Regions from separate parts of the Pan troglodytes genome. Here region 2 is linked to region 1. Evidence: chromatin contacts called from public Hi-C data. All regions are on one chromosome and are shown on one strand. The core of a region is the stretch at or near the end of the contact, and the rest is flanking DNA. Distances in the headings are between cores, read along the strand shown. Region 1 holds the start of RNF217 (ring finger protein 217). Region 2 has its middle 55 kb from the start of TPD52L1.

Region 1 (7,145 bases), core at 2,781-5,280:
TCAGTAGGTTTTAGTTGCCCATCTGTTATATACCAGACAACGCTGTAGATGCTAAAGATACAGACGTGTACAAATAATGTGAAAACTTCTGTCTTGACTTAATTACTTAAGTGTAAGACAGAGTATGTTAGTGCTATGGAGAAAATAAAAAGCAGGAAAAAAGAGAGAGAGCGTGGGGTGAGGCTCAATTTTTAAAAGGGTGGTCAGTGAAAGTCACAGGGCATGACATTTGAATATAGCCCTGAAAAGGAGTGCAGTGAGCAGATAAGAGGGCCATGGAGGGAACCTTCCTGGAACAGGTAAAACCAAGTACAAAAGCCCTGAGGTGAAAGCATGCCCGGTATCTATGACTCATCTTTTTGTTGCTGTTTATTATTTTAAATAATGTATATTCTTCTTCTTTTTTTTTTTTTTGAGAGGAGTCTCACTCTGTTGCCCAGGGTGGAGTGCAATCGTGTGATCTTGGCTCACTGCAACCTCTGCCTCCTGGGTTCAAGTGATTCTTCTGCCTCAGCCTTCCAAGTAGCTGGGATTACAGGCATGCGCCACCATGCCCAGCTAATTTTGTATTTTTAGTAGAGACGGGGTTTCACCATGTTGGTCAGGCTGGTCTTGAACTCCCGATCTCAGGTGATCCACCTGCCTCAGCCTCCCAAAGTGCTGGGATTACAGGCGTGAGCCACCGCCCCCGGCCAATAATGTATATTATTATTTATTGAAAGTCCCAGCAAATACTTTGGAAGAAAGTCAGGCACATACATACAATCAGAAATGCTGCAGACAAGCTTCAGATACTGTGTCACTGCAGAGGAGTTTTTAGTGGTTGTACTGTACACTGCAATGACCACTTGACTATGTCCCTCTGTCTCCCTACTACCATTACTAAAACTTCCTAAAACTAACTTATGAGGTTTAATAAAGAAAAAGAAAACTGCTTTGGGGAAAGGGCCCACCATAAGGAAACCAAACTGCTAGGTAAAGTACCCCAAGCCACAATGACTACCTCCCTTGAATTTCTGGAATGTGTATCCAGCATTTAACAGGAAGTGCTATCTGGAATTGTTACTCTATTGACATCTCCTCCCATGCTACCTTGTATTGTTCTTTTGTACACATCTGCTCTCACAGTGACTTCCCTGGAGGCGGGCTTATATTTTGGAAATGTCTGAATCCCATCGCAGGGCAGCGAAATCTGTTTTGAGGATGATGATACAGAAACTACCACAACCAGCAGCAGACATTCCTCCTGTTTTAAGAATCTCTGTAGATAAAGCATGAAAGAAACAACAGTCTCTCAGAGGCTTTTAAATAATCCCAACTATTTTAGCCAATTTACTGTTTATGTAACATACCGTTTTAAGTCTTTGTTTGCATTTTTAGTTAGGGACTGTACACACTTTCAGTCTAGACCCAAGCATGAGTTAGCCAAAAAACATAGAGGAATCACATGGTATGGAGCCCTGTTCAGTTTGTCCCAGCCAATGTTATTAAAAACACTATGATGGGCAAGGGACTCAACATGAAGCTACCACATATGGGACTCTAAGACATTGTCCAGACAGTCTAACAAGACAAGCAGACACGAAAGAAACAACTTCAGTGCATGTAAGATAATATAAGATACTGTGAAAGTATATAAGCAGTGACTTGGAGGGTGAGGCAACGCTTCACAGAAGAGTTGGCACCTGAACACACAGGGTTTTGAAAGATGAATAGGCCTAGGACAATTGGACACAGGATCAAAGGGCATCCAGGATTGTGCAAAACACTGGCAGAAACATCACAGATTGAAAACTGCTGGAAGAACGCATTCACCGTCAGTGAAGGAAAGCTGGTCTGGTGCACTCTCAAGCTTTCCAAGAAAAAAAACCAAGTTTTCAAATAAAAGCAGAGGAGGAAAGTTTCACCAGTGCTTGTTCTGAGAAACCTCTTAGCCTCTCTTTGCTTTGTTTTGCTCTTTCTGTTTTGCTTCCCTCTTAAAGAGTGCTGGCTTAAAACCTCAGTGAAAAAAAAGTACTTCAACTTTACTGTGGAAAAAGGAAACTGAAAAGTAGGCAAAGGCCAAGGGATACATTTTTTTAAACATTCACTCTTTCCTGGAATATACAAATGAAGCAAAATTACAAATTCATGTATTATGGGTCTGAAATATTTATTCCAATTCTTTTCTCCACCAGCTCCATAAATATTTATTCTATGCCCACTGCTTGTTAGTTTCTGGGATACCAGGCCGATGAGGCAGTCTCTTCCTCTCCTCCTTTGAGCAAGCTTGTGCTTGCAATCCTGTATAAGAAATAAGAGGAGGGCAACAACGTGTATCTTGTGCCTTCTACACATGCCAACCATAGCCTGAAGTTCACAGCAAGGTTAAATTCCAGTTAAGTAAACCAGTGAGGTCAAAATACACTTAAATAACAACTGAGACGTGAGAAACTAACAGAGATCCTCAGTAAGTGTGTCGGTCACCTCTTCGCGCGAGCAGGGAGATCAGATCGAGAGCAGGACCTCCTCGCCAGTGATTTGGAATGATAAATGGGGAAGAGAAGGGGGTGAAGTTACCTGGGCGCTCAGGTAGACTTTGAGGCACTCCTCGCACACGGCCTTCTTGCAGCAAGGCAGGGGCTTGATGGGCTTGTCTTCCAGGCACACCCGGCACATCAGCACCATGAGGGGCGCATAGGGATCCCCTACACCGCCCAGGCCAGAGTAGGTTGGAGCTCCCAACAGGCTGGGCATGGAGAACGGCTCGGGCGCCAGGTAGAACTCCAGCTCGATGCTGCCGCCGTCGGGGGAGAGGGAATCCTTTGGGAGGGACAGTCGGGGGCTGGGGAAGGAAGAGCGGCTGCTGGGAGGGTTCAACACTGGCGGAGCCCCAGGTGGCGACGCGGGCGGCGAGAGCTGCTCCGAGGCGGGGGCCTCGGGCAGGTCGCTCTCCACGCAGTACACGGAGCAGAAGACTTGTCTCTTGGCGAGGGGCGGGCGCCGCTGACCCAGCACGTCCAGGACCAGTCCGTCGGCGGCCCCCGCGCGGGTCCTGGGCTCCAGCTCTTCGCCGGGGGGCGCCTCCTGCTGTTCATCCCCTCCCTCTTTTCCATCCCCAGCTTCCTCCTCTTCCTCCTCCAGCTCCAACTGCAGTGGCAAGGTCTGGGGATTGAGAGGCCCGGTGAGTGCCAGTCCCGCAGGCTGCGCCGGTGCTCGGCTCTTACTCCAGCCCGGGGGCCCCAGGCTCCTCGCGGGCTCCGGGGCGCTGGTGTCCGCGCAGCCCCAGTCGCTTCCGCAGCCACCGCTGCTCGGCTCCGCGGAGGCGGCGCGCAGCGGGGGCGCCCGGGCGCTGTCCCCCTGAGGCCTCGGGAGCTCAGGGTGGCCCGCAGTGCCACTGGCGAGGGTCTGCGACTCCTGGGGCCCGCCGCCGCCGCTCACCGTGCTCTGCTCCTCGCCCATCGCCGCCCGCGGCCCGCGCCGCCGCTGCCCATCCAGCCACCGGGACCCCCACCCGGCGCCGGCGGGCAGCGGGGGCAGTGGCTCGGCTCGACTCGCGGCTCCGCTTCTGCTTCCGGGTCCTTCCTCCTGGGCTGGGACGCCCCAAGTCCCCTCCGGGGAGCCCGTGCTCCGAGGCTGCGGCGCGTGGGGAGCCTGGCCCGGCCCGCCGCTCCTCCTCGTACTCTGGCGCGGCGGGGCACCGCCTCGGGGGCGCCGAGGGCCGCTCGCTCTGGGCTCGGGCGCGCCCGCCCCACATGCAGCTCGGGGCGGCGCCGCAGCCCCAGCGAGCCCCAGGCGGGACAGAGGGGTCTGGGAGGAGACGGCCGTCAGTCCCGCGCCATCACCGGTCCCGGCTGCCGGACGCGCGGCCCGAGGGCGGTGGTCAAAGGGTCGAGGGGCCTGTGGCGCCGCCGCGGCGCGCACCAGGAGGTGCAGCCGGAGCGCTGGCCAGTCGCAGGGCCCCTGGGGGAGAGGCCGGAGCGGGCGACCTCCCTCTCCCCGCGCTTCACCTACAGCCCTCCTCGCCGCCCCTCACCCCACCCCTTTGGCGCACACCTCCCCACACGTACACACGCGCGCAGGCACCCGCGCACACACACACGCACACCCTGAGTGGGTGTGATCTAAGAGCTGAGATGCGCTTTCTCGCCCGGAGTTCACACTCAGCCTCAACAAAACCCTCAGAGCAGGCAGGCTCCCCTTTGGTCTCCGCATTCAGTAGAACTTCCTACAAAACTACACTCAGCTCTGGAATTAGTAAACGCTGGCTATTTAGGATGTCCAGTTCAGAGAAATAATGCTAAGGATTATGAATTCTAAATGCTGTATATTACAACTCTGTTTTTCTGCCTAGTGGAGTAGGAAGAATCTTCGAAACCCATAAATAATCGAAAAAGCACTTTCGATCTACTCCTCCAACTGGAATCCTTACAAGAGTTGATAACTAATTTAAGATTTGTCTCTTTTTCTTCGCCTACAGTGTTCTCTTAGAAGTTTTTTTTTTTTTTTAACCCTTTTCAGCATTCCAAAATATAGCACAAGGTGGAAAAATGTCCTGACCTAATTAATAAACTGGATCATTAGTGGAAATCATGGGCAGTTTCATTAGCATAACCATATTTATCCTCAAAACTGTTTCCAAAACAACAATTATATGTGAGCCAGGACTTAATTATGTGTTGATCTATCTTTATTTTACAGGAAGTATTACTTACTCACCCAGACACTGGTGTTTTAGTTCCCTAAAGCCAGTGAAAACATTTTTGGGAAGCCAGCCCTTGTTTTTTTTCTCCTGAGAGGGAATTCAATTTACACATTCATGTAATAGCAAGGAACTGTAAAGTGTGTAGAATTTTATTTTTTAATCTCGAAGTTGTTATTGGGTTGTTCTAAAATATTTTCCAAATCAGATGCAAATGATACAAAGGTGACTAGCGATGCAAACTAAGAAAGCAGTGTAATGCCAAAGAACATTTCCATCATATATGTGTGTCTGAGGCTCAGTTGCAAGCAAAGGTATGAATTCGATGTCTAAATGCCATGTCATCTATCGGTCTGACCCAAGAATGGAAAATTCTTATTTTGAAGATTAAATGCTATTCGAGGATTCTTTTCTTTTTTATCTCAGCTAAGTGATTTCCTGGTAACTGCTGTTTTCTCCAAATGATACTTTAAGTGCTTATTGTTTTAAAGACAGAGACAAGAAACCTACTTATGTGTGCCTTTTGAGTGTGCCATCTGATGACCAAGCCACTATTCTTTCCAGAGATATAAAAGTAATCTGCATTTTCCAGGTGACAACAGGCTAAGACCAGAGTAACAATAATGGATGCCAAAAAGTATATTCCCACAGCGTCTATTGGAATAAAACCCCTCAAAGTCCTCTTATAGTTTTGGGAACCCCTCCTCACACACATTTTTCACTCGTATTCTGAGAACTTGTTCTTCCAGTGTTTACCATTTTATTCCTTATCCCTTAGGTTCCAGCTTACTGGAAGTGGCTGTCCTCTACACCAAACCCATTAGAAGTCCCTGCTGGGACTCATGATGGCCGCCCATATCTCTGCTGCTTAAAACTGCAGCCCTTTATTTTGCCATGACTTCTTCCCTACAGAATTCTTTGGGCCTTTGTGAAAATAGAATAATATGTGGTTCCCTATTTCCACCCTCCAGATTGGCCCAAACTTGCCTGAATCCTTGACCCACCACCCCTGGCATTCAATCTAGTGCTCATGGGACTCCAGCAGCATGGAAGTGAATTAAATTGAAAAGTTAACATGGTGGTTCCACAATGAATTTTCTCTGAAGTGCATGAAGCACCAGTAATGATTGTTTCGATGGGATTAATTTTTTAAAGAAGGATTGGTAGAAAACATTTTATTAACCAATATTTAATATTTTAGCAAAAATTCCATTTATCTGCCACAAGCTTAATATTCTCAAAACTCAAACCATCTGCTCCATCTCAGGTTGTACACAACTGTTGATACAACGTAAGTACTATCACTAATATCCTGCTCCTACCAATATAAAGCCTCAAAATGTCCTAATCTGCAGTGAACTGTGTACCTTCCCTAAAATCCAGACTTCAATATCAGAAAACTATGTCAGTTTTAGAATGCTGTTTTTTCTATTATTGCCTTTCTTATCCTGGCATTAAAACATGACTTCTTTTTGGCTCCCTTCAATTTTTTAAAATCATTTTTATTAATGCATAATATTTGAACATATTTGTGGGATATATGTGATATTTTGATATATGCATACCATGTGTGATGATCAAATAAAGGTACACAGGATATTCATCACCTTGAACAGTTATCATTTCTTTGTGTTGGAAACATTTCAAATATTCTCTTCTAGCTATTTTAAAATATACAGTATATAGCTATAGTCAGCCTACTGTGCTATTGAACACTAGAACTTAGTCCTTCTATCTAAGTATATGTTTGTATACATATAACCAACTTCTCTTCATCTGCCCCTGTGTTTCCAGCCTCTGGGAACTATCATTCTCCTTTCTACTTCCCTGAGATCAACTTTTTAAACTCCCATATATCGAGAACATGTGATATTTGTCTTTCTGTGCCTGCCTTATTTCACTTAACATAATGATCTCTAGTGCCATCCATGTTGCTGTAAATGACAAAATTTCATTTTTTATGGCTAAATAGTATTTTATTGAATATACATACCATATTTTCTTTATCCATTCATCTGTTGATAGACACTTAGGTTGATTCCATATCAACCTCTTGTGAATAGTGCTATAATAAATATAGGGGTGCAGATGTCACTTTGATTTACTGATTTCCTTTCCTGCTACTGGATAAATACCCAGTAATGAGATTGCTGGATCATATGGTAGTTATATTTTTAGTTTTTTGAGAAACTTCCAGACTATTTTCTATAATGACTATACATATTTATGTTCCCATCAAGAGTGTATAAAATTTCCCTCTTCTATGCATCCTGGCCACCTTTTGTTATTTTTTGTCTTTTTGATAATAGTCATTCTAACTGTGGTAAGATGATGTCTCATTGTGGTTTTGATTTGCATTTCTCTGGTGATTGATGATGCTGGGCATTTTTTAAATAAACTTGTTAGCCATTTGTATGACTTCTTTTGAGAAAGAAAGTCTATATAAAAGAAAGTCTTTTGAGTT
Region 2 (7,145 bases), core at 1,753-4,252, 140 kb before region 1:
CAGGATATTATCACGTTTCCCTTATTTCTTTCCTTTGCATGTTTCAAAGTAAATTGCATACACACAGAAATTCAAACACGCTTTAAGAAATCTTTTGCTCAAGAAGAACAGTATTTTGTTTTGAAGGATGTAATTGAAACGAGGAAACTAGGAAAGCATGCAGCTTTCCTTCCTTTTTTTTCCCTTTTCCTTCCTCTCTCTTTTCTGTTATTACTCTCTTTCTTTTCTTTTACTTTTTACTTCCTTTCTTCCTTCTCCCTTTGTAGAGCACATATTAAGGGCCAGGACTTGTGCCCTGTTGGGGATAATTGTCCCTGCCTTGAAGGAACACAAAGACCTGAAGGAAACTGTGAAAAGTGCTGTAATAGGTTGAATGGTGTCTTCCCAAAAGTTAATGTCCTCTTGGAACCTCAGAATGTGACTTTATTTGAAATAGGGTGTTTGTGGATGTAATTGTAGTATTTAAGTGAAGGTCTGTATTCCTTTGTTAGGGCTGTCATAACAAGGTACCACAGACCCGGAGTGGGAGGGACTTATACAATAGAAAGTTATTTTCTCACAGTTCTGGAGGCTAGAAGTCTAAGATCAAGGTGTAAACAGGGTTGATTTCCTCTGAGGCCTCTCTCCTTGGCTTGCAGTTGGCCATCTTTTCTTTATGTCTTCAGCATAAACTTTCCTCTGTGTATGCCTGTGTCCCAGTCTCCTCTTATGAGGATGCCAGTCATATTGGGTTAGGGCCCACCCGTATGACCTCATTCTACCTTAGTTCCCTGTGTCAAGATTCTATCTCCAAATACAGTCACAGCCTGAGGCTGTGGGGATTAGGACTTCAACATATGAATTTAGAGAGAACACATTTCTGCCCCAAAGATGACACTGGATAAGGTTGGGTCCTATATCCAATGACTGAAGTGAAGTGAAGATACAGCAAGTCAAAGAATGCCAAGGATTGCTGGCAACCACCAGAAGCGAGGAGAGAGACAAAAAACACATTCTCCTTCAGAGCCTCCAGAAGGAAACAGTGGTGCTGACACTTTGATTTCAGACTTCAGGGCTCTCTATGAGAGAATTAAGTTTGTTGTTGTAACCCACCCAGTTTGTGGTATTTTGCTACTTCTACCCTAGAAAACTAATGCAAGTGCCTTGCTCAGTGGTGATTTACAAAGAGTCCTTAACAGAGGGGGCCATGGTGATGCACCCTGGATGGTACAGGCAGGATGGCATCTAGCAGGAGAAAATGCTGGGGCTGAGGACGATGGAGAAGTAGGAGTTAGGAGGAGGAGGAGGAGGAGGAGGAGGAGGAGGAGGCGGAGACTCTGCCTATGGGAGTATGCAGATGCACAGCTGCTTGACAGGGCCTGTCTGGATTACAGAAATAATAGAACTGAACAGTTGGAACTAACTTTAAATATAGGTTACATGGACCCACATTTAATTGCTGAAAGAGATCTTAGAGATTACCCTTGCACTCCTTGATTTTAGACCAAAGTCTGGGAAGGTATGTGGCTATGCCAATATCACAGAGCAAATTAATGTAAGAATTCAAGATAGGAATCCATTTGTCCTAAATCTTTGCCTAGTACTCTCCACAAGACCAGGATTGGAGCCCAGCCTTCACCAAGATCCACATACAGGGTATGTCTAATAACACAGGAGGGGCCCTAAACATGCTTACTACTACTACTACTACTAATAAACTGAATAAGTAATATTGAATAAACTTTCAATGAATTGAATGTCAGAAAGAAAATAACTGGTATTATGCTATGTACTTTCATATACACTGTCTCATTTGATGGGAACAAAAACTTCTATCTGTTGTTTTATTATTCCCCAATTTCCAATTACTCTTTTAGAGTTGCAGATGTCAAAGGACAGTTTGGGTACCCTGCCTCAGAGTCCCTCGTTAACAAGAGAAGGGCTCTCAGAAGCAGTCTAGCTTGATAGCTCAGGGCTCCCAGGCCCAGGTTTAGATCACACCTCTGTCCTTGCAGACTCTGTGATGGGGGAGGTTATTCAGTCTCTGTCAAGGGTAATAAATAATGCAACAACGGTGATTCTAATAGTTTAAAACGGATCTGGATACCGTGATGTAGTGGGAAAAAACTTGCCCTTGGTATTCAAATCAGATTGATGATGCAACTCTGTCCTGACTTCACTTTCCTCATCTCTGAAATGGGAATAATGTTTAACTCATAGGGTTGTGAGGATTTTCCAGGAAAATCGCACACAACCCCGCACGTTTCTACTTGTTAAAGGAACTCAGTCAGCCGAAATTCTTGCCAGCTTTCGTCCCGACCCCATCCCCAGGGCTCCTCCTGGTTCCTGGTGGGCCCTCTTTCCTAGTCTATTTTTTTTTTTAACTTTCTCTTCGTTTTGTCTTTCCTTTCTCTCTCCCTTTCATCTCCTTCTCCCTCCGTTACTTTTCTTTTGGGTTACCTTTTTAATGAGATGTAGAAAATGTATCAGCAGGTTTATGAAAAGTGAACTGGCAGATGGAAGATGTCACCATGACACTGAGGGAAACTGTTTTCTAACCCCCACCAAAGTAATTTAATTTACACATTTACTTCCTCAAAAAAAGAAAAAAAAAAGCTTTTATGCTTTCAGCACGCAGGCAATGGAGACAGCCTCGGGTCGTGTTGCCCACACGCAGGTGCTGCTAGCTGCCTCCCAGTCGCTCTCCTCGCGCATCTTCCCAGGGGACATCCGCCCTCCCGGGACTGTGCTCCGGACAGCGGGGGAGGGCAGAGGCAGGGGCAGGGAGGTGACAAGCAGCGCCCCGCAGTGTGCACCGTGCGCTTCACTCCGCGCTCCTCTCCGTGCACCCAGACCCAGAGCAGCCCCGCCCGGCAGCCAGCACAACTGCCCCGCGCCACAGGCCGCCGGCCTCTGCTTGCCGGGGCTGCGGGGGAAGAACATGCCCCCGTGCACTAGCTCCGCGTTCCCGAAGGAAGGTTTTCGCAGCCATGGGCAGTGGGCCTTTAGTCTCCCGCTCCATGCGCTGGGAAGGGATCAACTGAGCGGCGCGGAGCCGTCAGCGGTCTCTGCGTGGAGGCTGCAGCCCCGCCGACGCCCTCGCCGACGCCCTCGCCGACGCCCCCGCCCCCGCCCCCGCCCCCGCCCCCGCCCCGCCCTCTATACTATGGACAAAGGCAATCCGGATTTGTTTTTGTTTTCGTGGTTTTCTTTGTTGATGATGGGAGCTGGAAATTGGGGAGAAGAGAATTTTGCAGTTGTGAAAGGGCATCTCTCTCTTCCCTTACTTATTATTTTCTTCAAAGATAACAGAATTTCCCCATGGCAGGAACCGCAGACTGGCAAGCAGGAGACCTGAGTTTGAGTTGAGCCTTTGCTATGTGACCTCAAACAAACCATTGAACTGTATTTTTTATTTTTTAGTTTAGCTGGGCTTAGCTTTGTTGTTTTCTTTCCCACATTGTTTATAAAACGAGGATACTAATAACACCACAGAGGGGTTGTAAGGATTACATACACGTGAACAGACTACGTGAACGCATAGTAGGCGCTAGATAAAGATTTGTTTTGAAATTATCCATAACAACACCTCCAATATAAGGAATAAGAGACCTAGGAAGCCCAGAGAGGGCAAGTTAGCATGCCAGTTGGAGGATGAAAACCAAGGCTGGAACTAAGGTTTCCCATTTCCAGCTTCGTGTTCTTCCCATTTCCCACTCCTCCGCTGATTCTAACCTAGTGCACTTACAACTCTGGAGAAGGGAGACCCAGTTGGAATCGCTGGCTTCACCATTCTGAAGTTGAGGCGTCTTGGGCACGTCTCTTATAAAACTTTTTTGTTTTATAGTTTTGTAATTTGTTCCTCAAACGTTTCAATGCCTATGATGTACCTGCCAGTTACCATAGACGGTGCAGGGGACCCAAAAATGAATAGAACATGATCCGTGACCTCATGGAATTCACGTTCTTGCTAGAGGGCCTCATGCATAATATAAGCAAAAATAAATAACCAATCTGTTGGTGATTATATTAATAGAGCATGGTGGAAGGAAGAGTTCTGTTTAATGTCGGGGATTGGGGGGGGTCCCAATGTCTCAACAGTGAGCAAGGACTGGAGAGGTTAACTTGGAACGTGCTATCCAGGTTCCACCTCCACCCCTCACCTTTCTCCACACCTCTCCTCCTGACCCAAGCTACTCTGTCTCATCCCACCCACCCACTCCGGGGGCTGATTCGTTCACTGCCCAGCCTGAGAGTGTTGATGACTGACAGTTCTAAGCTGAACCCACTCTGGAGTGTTCTCAGCTGAAAGGGTCACCTCCTCCCAAAGTCATGCTTCCAAGGGCAGCTCCCATTCAATGACTGATCTATGCAGAGTGTTAAGGCTTACTCTCATTTCAATTTGGGACAACTCTCTGCAGAGCCTTCCCAGCTTCCGGCTGATAGGTTACGGCTGATGAGCTCAGGCCTGTGTGGGGACTTCATTGCAGTCTAGTTTCTCTCCCTGCCCAATCCTGTTTATTTCACTCCTTCACAGATGTGCAGTAAACCTTAGCAATAAGCCTCCTGCATGCAAATTTCCATCTAGGAATCTGCTTCTCAGAAAACCCCATCCTGAGACAGAAGTGATAAAATCAGATTGTGTTTTTGTAGCATCACCCTAATAGCACTGTGAAGGATGCAGTGGACAGTGCCTATGGCCAGTCACATCACAGGCATGGGCCAAACAGAGGGGAAGCCTGAAGGCAAGAATCCCAATGCTTGCCATTATCTGAATAAGAAGGACAATCTGAATTAAAGGGTGAAGGTGTGAATAGAGAGGTTATTTAGGAGATATAATTGAGAGGGCTGATGACAGACTGAGCTAGGTTGGGTGAAAGATAGCCAGACAGGACGAACTCCAGGTTTTTGTCTTGGGCACCTCATATCCATGCCCCAAAGGCTGCAATTCTCACCCTTACATATCTGAAGGTCTGAATGCCGAAGTCCACTAAAATATTTTTGGCCAAGCGTAAAATAGCTGTGTAACTTTTTTTCTGGACCAACTTTTGAGAATTTTGAAAAAAATTGTGAGTTTGACTCTCACATAGAGATATGCCATTCTCTTTTGGGGATCCATGATAACATGGGCATCCTCCTATGGGTGCTCAATAGCTATTTATTGAATGAATACAGAGAAAAAGTAAACTATTACCAAGGAAGTGATTTGGTTTTCATTAGCAAAGATGGGGAGAAGTCCAGCTGTGTGAAGAAGAATAGGGCCATTATTCATTTTGGAGCTGTCCTTCTGGCCAGCTGATCTGTACCTTTTTCTTTTGTCCATTTGCTTCACTCTAGTCTCATTGCAGCAGCCGGAATGATCCTGTTGGGACCTAGGGATGGCCATAGCACCCTTCTGTCTACAAACTTCAGTGGACTTTTCATCTCGCTCAAACTGAATGCAAATGCACTACAGTTACCCACCTACATTTGCAGCAATGCCCCCACCTCTCTGTTTATACTCATCTCCTCTCCTTCTATTCCAGCTGCTCTGGAGTCTTGCCTTTCTGAGCCCTTGTCTCTGCTGTTTGCTTTGCCTAGAATGCCCTGTTAGCTCATCAGTACAGCTCTCTCACCTCTCATACTTTTGCTCAAACTTTACCTTCCCAGAAGCCCATGCCCTTTTACCCCCACTATCTATCACTTTCCCCTGCTTTATTTTTCTCCCTTTCACTTCTATAATTTACTTATTTTGCTTATTTGTCTGATTCCTATACTAGAACGTAACCTTCCTATGGCAGACTTTTTTTTGTCTCTTCTTCACTAATCTATAACCATGACTTGTAACAGTGTCTGGCATGTAATAGGTACTCAAAAAATATTTGTTGCATGAATAAATGGCAACTGTGCCTCAGACAGTCAATCTCTTTAGGCCAGGAGACAGGGACAAGTTTCATGATCTGCTGCGACTGTTTCCATGGTGTGGTACCAGTTTTGGGGCCCAGGCTTTAAGAAAATGGTAGCTTCTGCTGGGCGCAGTGGGTCATTCATGTAATCCCAGCACTTTGGGAGGCTGAGGTGGGCGGATCACAAGGTCAGGAGATGGAGTCCATCCTGGCTAACATGGTGAAACCTCATCTCTACTAAAAACACAAAAAGAAAAAAAAAATTAGCCAGGTGTGGAGGCGGGCACCTGTAGTCCCAGCTACTCTGGAGGCTCAGGCAGGAGAATGGCATGAACCCAGGAGGTGGAGCTTGCAGTGAGCCGAGATCCCACCACTGCATTCCCGCCTGGGCAACAGAGCGAGACTCCACCTCAAAAAAAAAAAAAAAAAATGAAATAAAATAAATAAATAAAAATAAAAAAAAAGAAAAGAAAATGGTAGCTTCAATTTCCAGTCTATTTGGGATGTTGCTGTCAGAATTCAGCCACCGTATTGGTAGAAGGCCAGAGAAGCTTGTTGTGAAAACTATGGGAAAAAGAACGCAGGCCGTAGCTCACATAAACAAATGCTTGGAAAAAACAGAGGAACAATGAGGTCTCTGGTATGATGGAGATTCCTGAGAATGCTGCCAAGATTGTTCCAGCTTCATCTCACTTTCTCTCTGTCAGCAGCTTCATTCTAAACTGAGGGGATCGAAAGTAGAAAAATGTATTGTCTCACAGTTCTACCGGCTAGAAGTCTGAAATCAAGACGTTGGCAGGGTCATGCTCTTTCTGACAGTTCTAGAGGAGAATCCTTCCCTGTCTCTTCCAGTTTCTGGTGTTTGTTGGCAATCTTTGTCATTCTTTGGCTTTAAGTGAATCACTTTAGTCACATGACCATCTCTTTTAGGTGGCAGAAACATAGCTTCTGGAAGCTTCCAAGCTCACATTTCACAGCTGCATCATTAAAAGGGGATAGGGACAGGCTTTTTATTGTCTCAAGTTCAAAAATCCTAGGGAGGGGATTAATTGGCTTAACTTGACTTGGGTGTCCCTCTGTGAACCAACTGGTTTCATTGATTGGGGGGAGCATGAGAAAAGATGGCAACTCCCTAATGAACAACATGGTTGGGTGAGTGAGACAGAATTACTCAGAGGACAAAACAATAGATGTCAGCTAACATATGATAATTGACTCTTTGAGCAAAACTTTATATTTAACCAATATGCTACTCTAGAAATGTGCATGTTAAGCATTACC

The links. Hi-C and Micro-C count contacts between places; a contact is called where the count stands out from the background.
Region 2: a Hi-C map of stem cell-derived neural progenitor cells shows a contact between it and region 1, with 5 times the contacts expected there. The contact joins the enhancer-like site here to the promoter of RNF217 in region 1. A contact is called at or near these places in 1 of 7 Hi-C or Micro-C datasets (stem cell-derived neural progenitor cells) and 1 of 1 datasets of contacts at active chromatin or transcription factors (stem cell-derived excitatory neurons).

What each region holds. Positions count from the first base shown.
Region 1 is chr5:136,837,024-136,844,168 of NHGRI_mPanTro3-v2.0_pri, reverse strand. It overlaps RNF217 (ring finger protein 217), which reads right to left and starts at 4,030. Exons shown (of 5, transcript XM_054686920.2): 1 at 2,560-4,030. The coding sequence starts at 3,441. LOC104006968 (a long non-coding RNA gene) reads left to right here and starts at 2,677. Exons shown (of 9, transcript XR_010158180.1): 1 at 2,677-2,757.
Region 2 is chr5:136,979,073-136,986,217 of NHGRI_mPanTro3-v2.0_pri, reverse strand. No RefSeq gene overlaps it. Among named protein-coding and RNA genes, the nearest start is that of TPD52L1, 55 kb to the left of the region's middle. Within about 2 kb of position 3,002, at least 16 of the 24 cell types and tissues checked have an H3K27ac peak or open chromatin away from gene starts, as enhancers often do. A contact at or near this core is called in stem cell-derived excitatory neurons and stem cell-derived neural progenitor cells, where this site is marked.